Linked DNA regions of Mus musculus: region 2 is linked to region 1. Evidence: chromatin contacts called from public Micro-C data. All regions are on one chromosome and are shown on one strand. The core of a region is the stretch at or near the end of the contact, and the rest is flanking DNA. Distances in the headings are between cores, read along the strand shown. Region 1 overlaps Tenm3 (teneurin transmembrane protein 3). Region 2 overlaps Tenm3 (teneurin transmembrane protein 3).

What was found. A called contact is a pair of places that touch in the nucleus more often than the background predicts.
Region 2: a contact with region 1 is called in a Micro-C map of muscle stem cells, with 2.5 times the contacts expected there. The contact joins two enhancer-like sites. A contact is called at or near these places in 6 of 484 Hi-C or Micro-C datasets (cerebral cortex, female germline stem cells, forebrain and 2 more) and 1 of 9 other capture datasets (pancreatic islet).

The regions. Positions count from the first base shown.
Region 1 is chr8:48,299,182-48,302,535 of GRCm38.p6, reverse strand. It overlaps Tenm3 (teneurin transmembrane protein 3), which reads left to right. Exons shown (of 27, transcript NM_001145937.1): 13 at 1,565-1,781; 14 at 2,823-2,942. Among named protein-coding and RNA genes, the nearest start is that of Gm51531, 11 kb to the left of the region's middle. Within about 2 kb of position 1,560, at least 34 of the 459 cell types and tissues checked have an H3K27ac peak or open chromatin away from gene starts, as enhancers often do. A contact at or near this core is called in muscle stem cells, where this site is marked.
Region 2 is chr8:48,415,607-48,418,704 of GRCm38.p6, reverse strand. It overlaps Tenm3 (teneurin transmembrane protein 3), which reads left to right. Exons shown (of 27, transcript NM_001145937.1): 3 at 1,460-1,697. Among named protein-coding and RNA genes, the nearest start is that of Gm51531, 110 kb to the right of the region's middle. Within about 2 kb of position 1,699, at least 3 of the 459 cell types and tissues checked have an H3K27ac peak or open chromatin away from gene starts, as enhancers often do. A contact at or near this core is called in muscle stem cells, where this site is marked.

The DNA of each region.
Region 1 (3,354 bases), core at 311-2,810:
TAAAGCAAATAAACTTTAGGATACTTTTTAAATAAAGTAGGTTTTTTTTTACTTGTATAAATAAAATATAGACATCATCTAAATATTTTTTCATCTGGATTTTCCATAAGATCCCCTGCTCCTTGCTGGTAAAGTAGCTACAAACTGTCTTGTCAGTTACCCAAGAATGTTTGATATCTTCACAATAGTTTTCATTAATCTATTTTAAGACATACAGTTACCAAGAGATCCAGTTTTATGTATTTAACTGGTGATCAGACTATGGGCTTAAAGGGGGGGGGGGGCATGGCAGTGACTGACAGCCACTCGCATATCACATGGGTGGTGATAAGCCTCATGCAGAATATATTCAGGCCCAAGAAGCATTCCAAGACCTGCATCACCGAACCATTTGATCACTGCTCCAGGCCTCTAAAGCGTTCGCTTATCCTGGTTACCTAATGTTAAAGAGACGGTGATCCTGAGACATGAGAAACCTCTGTTGTCATAGCAAGGCACATCATGTAAAATGCACCGGACGGAACATACTCTGAAGAGATGGCAAATGATATCATGGAACAAGTGATAATAAACCAGCAGCATAGTCATTTATTACCGCTATTAAATGCTATGTACTTGATGGCATGTTCCTTGCAGCCCAGTTTTCTGTGACTGGCAGCGCGCTGGGCAAGCAGGTCACACTAGCAGGCAGCAGCGCTAGGTCTTTTGAGACCACTGACTTGCGTGCAGCTCCTTGTTAACAGAAATGTGTCATGTGGTGCGTGACTGTGAGCCACCAAGTGTTCCTTTGTAATATTCTTAGCAAGAAGACATTGGTGACTGTACCCATGCTCCTTTATGTCACGAATATCGTAGGTCTATGTTCCATGGTTGACATTTTTATAACCTCCATGATTATGACTAATTTACATTTGCTATTTTGTTGTTGTTGTTGTTGTTGTTTTAATAATACTGCATTTTAGGGGTAGTAAAGAAAGAAATCAATTTGAGAAATGCCTTACTCCCTGCTAGAATGTAATTTACCCTTCTTAGAAGAACTGTTTCTATGGGAGATGGCTGGCTAAACTCACCCACTTTATGTTAGCGTGTTTGTGATGGCTTCTTCACATCTCTCCCTTTGCAGTCCTTTTCCGAATTTTAGAGCTTCAACGTACAAGGGTCCCTGTCTGTTTTCTCTGTGTGCCTAGTATGGGAACTCCTGGGGCATTTCTCTAAAACATAGACAGTTTCAATAATTGTGTTTACAACTGTCTTGATTCCTTCCTGCTAATAAGGTGTTCTAATCAGTACTGCACATTCCTCACTGGGAATAAATGGTAAACATGATTACTTTCAACTGTTCTCAATCTAGCCCTTTACTTTCTGTAAAAGCAGATTCCAGTACGATGTCTGTATTTCATTGGGCTTCCAAAAGGATGCCTCGCAAAGATAGCCATCAGATACACAGTGGCAAATTAACTGCCATGAAACAAACCCGCCAGTAGACACAAGTCACCCCACGCTGTGCGTGGCACACGGAGCAGATCGGGCTAGCCGGCTAACCGGTTTGCTGCTTCCTCTGCAGACGGACTCATTGACTGCATGGATCCTGATTGCTGCCTCCAGAGCTCCTGCCAAAACCAGCCCTACTGTCGTGGCTTGCCTGATCCTCAGGATATCATTAGCCAAAGCCTTCAGACACCATCTCAGCAAGCTGCCAAGTCCTTCTATGACCGAATCAGTTTCCTGATTGGATCGGATAGCACCCACGTGCTCCCTGGAGAAAGTCCGTTCAATAAGAGGTTAATGCTTGCTTTCCTCATAAGGGTCTTGAGAACAGTTCTGCAGGCTTTGTGTGAAATGCTGATGGGTGTGTTTGAGAAAACTGCTTATATGTGGTTTTTTTTTCCTTTTTTGCAAAATTCTTCATCAAACTTCCCATTTTGAGCATTTTTGACACTGTTCACATACTTTGTCAATTTCAATACCTGACATTTAACAGGACATCCCGTTAAGGAGTCAATAAATCTTCATTTAACCAGCTGATTTTTTTTTTTTTTGAGCCCAGTTGGAAACATTTCAGAAAGCATGATGAAAAGACCCCAAAAGGCAAAGAGAAGTGCACTTCTTTTTTTTTTTTTTTTTTTTTAAGCTGGGCTCACTAAATAATTATGAATTAATGTAATGGAGCTGCTAACGGCATGGCAGTAAGGTTGCATAAGCTGTTTGACTGGTGTTTTACAGAGCAGTAATGACCTGAAAATCAACCAGAAACTGAAAGCAGGTGTCTCGCGTCTCGCTGGGCAGAGGCAGATGATTTACGCAGAACTCCTGGGTCTGCAGCCATTGACGGCAATCATGCACCGAGCCCCAGGAGCAGCTTAGAAGCTGCTGCACACGTGTTTCTCATTGCCCACTTAAATCTTGTACTTTGTGGTCCCAGCAGATTTACAGATTGCCCTGGAATTCATTGGAAAGGATACTTTTCTTCTAGAAGTCATATATATGTTATATGGGGGGAAAAAGGGCATCAATTATAATTTTTAAAATTACTAGTCTTGGTAATGCTCCAAAATAAATAGATTGCAGCAAATTAAAACTCGGGGTGAACACCAGGCATTTAGAGAAATAAATTACACTGAATTTAAAGGAAGATGGTCTTGGGGCTATTTCAGATCTGCTTTTTTTTTCTTTTTTTCTTTTTCTTTTTTCTTTTCTTTTTTTTGTGAATAGCCCTTGATTGTTTATGATATTTTTACCTTTGGCTTGACTTATCTATTAATCATGATAATGTTGGCCAGGGAAAACAGAGATTCATTCAGTCTTTTGTACTTTTCCCACAGTCTTGCGTCCGTCATCAGAGGCCAAGTACTAACAGCTGATGGAACCCCACTTATTGGCGTCAACGTGTCGTTTTTACACTACTCGGAATATGGATATACCATTACCCGCCAGGATGGAATGTGAGTCTGCTGCATCCTGCTGTCTCCGTGGGAAGGATTCTCAGCATGAGGCTGGGCGTCCACCCATCACCCGTCATGTTGTATTGTCTTTTTTAATAGAAAGGCAACAACTCTCAGACTCTTAAAAACCCAGGACAGTGCAGGAAGCAGAGGCTGAGAGCCATGTACTCATTTGCCATAAAAGTTCATCCCGTTTTCTGAGGCGTGATAGAATACTGTGGTCCTGTCAGAGAATATTTTTTGTCTTTGAAGAATTGTGTTGAAGTATTTATTGGAGATGTTTCTTACTGTCTGCAACTGAGTTCAGATGGTTCCAAAGAATAGATAGGAAGTTAGGGAAATGCAAATAGATAGCTCGGTGACTAGAGAAAGGATGGTTAAATGCTTGCTATGTAATTCCATTTGAGCAGAG
Region 2 (3,098 bases), core at 450-2,949, 120 kb before region 1:
TTCTGCTCGGTTTTCATATATTCAGGTATTAGCTATGATTTTCATTTCAAGAGTAAGAGGTTGTTGGTCATTAAGTTACATGATAGAGACTATTAGGCACTGTTAGAAAAACATAATAACCCTTGATGTTATATGATGTGGGAGGAGCAATTTTTATTGCTTATCTGCTAAAGAGGCGTGATAAGATAATCACCTTATTATATACATCATGTATTCATCTCATGCAACCAGAGTTACAGTATGTACTGTATTATTTACCTTAATAACCGCTACTGGACTTCACAGTCTACGAAAGATAGTCATTCCATTCCCTATTCTCCTTTAATATAGGTATTTATATCAATAGCGTGATCCAATAAGACACTTTAAAATTATGTTGCATTTTGAACTACATTTAATAAAAAAAAATAGGCATCTTGTGGGTGTTTGACATTAAATGAAGTGATCACCTTTCTATTACAAAACTATATTTGTCAGTTCAGTATTACACATGTCCAAAGCTAAGTCGTACAAAGATCTTAGATGTTACAATGACTTGTGATATTTAGCAGATTGTTTACTGGTGAACTTTCCCACAGTTACAATGCAATATTGTGCTCATATTTTGAAATCGTTGAGCCCCTTATGATTCTGGTTTGGAACAAACTATTTGTGCCACAGATCTAATGGCAGGAGTCGCTCTGGTCACCTAGGACTTCACTCCAAAAGCTGTGGTTCTACAGCACACTGAAATTGGAAAATCTGTTCTGTGTGTGTTCTAATGGATGTCACGGTCATTAAGTCTCTGACGCTGTAATCGGATGTGATTCAGTCTGTTAAGTATCCACGCAACAACATCTGCTTCACGGAGTGACCTTCTGCTACGGAATGTTTAGCGTCTATTAGTGGATCATAGCACGGAGCCGCCTTGTTTGAGATGCACTAAACTAGAGCAGTCTACTGCTGTTTAGCAACTAGCTTGTAATAATTTATTGCTGTTAAATAAAGCTTAAAAAAACTCCATTAAATAATTACAGGGATTATATGCATTTCGAAAACCTTTGTGTTTTACCAAAATCACCCATTTAATTTCAGGCTCGGTTTGTTTAAAAAAAAAAAAAAAAAAAAAAAAGCTGAAATCTAAAGGCACATTAGGGGAGCTGTCAGGTGATGTTTTCTGTAGGTGTTAATAAAGCCAGATGAAAAAAAAACTGAAACAAATTAAAACCAAAAGCAATTTTGCCATCTGTTGTATATTAATTAGAACTTTGCGTATCAAGGGTAAACTTGGTCTTTGAGAATGTCACTGAGCAGTCCCTTAATAGAATAATATGCAAATGTGTTAGGTTGTGGGTTTCTGTGCAGTTTTTTAAATTCTAATTTATCCGATGCAGCTCTGCAAGAAAAGTGGCAGTGCGGATGCACCTACATACACACAGAAATGTATAATGAATTTCCCTTTGTCTCTCTCCTTCCGCAGAGCAACCTTCAAACAACCCAGGGCAACCCACCCTGCAGCCTTTGCCGCCATCCCACAAGCAGCACCCGGCGCAGCATCACCCGTCCATCACTTCCCTCAATAGAAACTCCCTGACCAATAGAAGGAACCAGAGTCCGGCCCCGCCGGCTGCTTTGCCCGCCGAGCTGCAAACCACACCCGAGTCCGTCCAGCTGCAGGACAGCTGGGTCCTTGGCAGTAATGTACCACTGGAAAGCAGGTAACACCTCCCGCTCGAAGCCCTCACATCATTGGATCAGTAAGGCCGCTCGGTGCACAGGCTGCTACGATTTACAACGGGGCACATTTTGACGCCTTCAAAGTTCAAAAATAAACTAGCCCAACGCTTTTCTCACTAACAGAAATGTATCGTAATTATACGCCCCCCCCCCCTTACCCCGGTGTTTTGCCGTTTTTAAAGATCAGTTCCAGATTGCTGGAAATTTCTTAGATGCTGAATCAGTGAGCTTTTTCATCTTTTCACACATTTCATTCCTTATAAGAGGTGAGACTGTCGCCTCCGTGATACAATTCTCAACTGCTGTTTTCTCCCACCCCCTCACTGATTGGGCAGGTGGGGAGTGGAAGGGGTTATAAACAGCGGTTGTGGGTCCCATGAGCCTTGACTCGGTGATCGTGTGGACAGCTGACTGGTTCTAGACTTCCTCCGCCTAGACGTTGCCCGTGGTTCCTAAACAAATAGTGCCCCTTCCCCAAGTACAACACTTAAGAATGACCTCGAGTTAAAACAAAAATGTCTTTGCTTTCTTGCAATGGGGAGGGGGGGAGCAAGCTCACTCTTTAAACTTCGTTCCTGCAATGTTTTCAAAGATACTCAAAATAAAGGTCTGTGGGACCCTTAAAGAAATGCCCTTTTCCAATGAGCTTCTGGGTCATATACTCCTTAGTTCTATTGGGAAATGAAGTTCTTCCCTTATAGGAAGCGGGATCCATACCCCTAAAAATTCTGTTCTCTGTTTGTGATCAGACAAGTGGTTATCTGGAACTCAACACCCCACCCCACCCCCCAAAACAAACCATTTTGATGCATTTCTTGTCTTCTGGATCCATCTCTAACATATTGGTAGTATATTCTGAAAAGGGTTCTGAAATTAGAACTTCCTGCATGGGCCAGGTCACTGTGGCTGTCTGCTCATCTGAAAATATAACTTGATGAAAATTATCCTAAGCGAATCTACTTGGTGATTAAATATCTCCTGGCTGATACAACTCGTGTTTTTTGTTTGTTTGTTTGCTTGCTTGCTTCTGTTTTTTGTTTGTTTTGTTTTGTTTTGTTTTTTTCTGTGGACAGCACTGGGACAGTCATTAGCTCCTTGGTGTTGGGTGTTGTATGAACAAAGTGTTAGGCTTTTCCTTGTCCGTCTTTTCCGGGCAGCCTGGCAGCAAGCATCCTCTACCATGGCTGCCGTTTATTTCTGTGATTCACTAGCTTTTTATTAGGCTCAGAGGAAATGCATTATCACCATCTAAAAGCTCAGAAATGGTGAACTCTGGACCCAGAGAATGCCCTTTCCCCCTACACCCCCAATGTCAAACAGAGCCCATGGCTAATGCCAGCATTTAAATGAACTTCTAGGTTGAGAAAGCCATCACATGATGA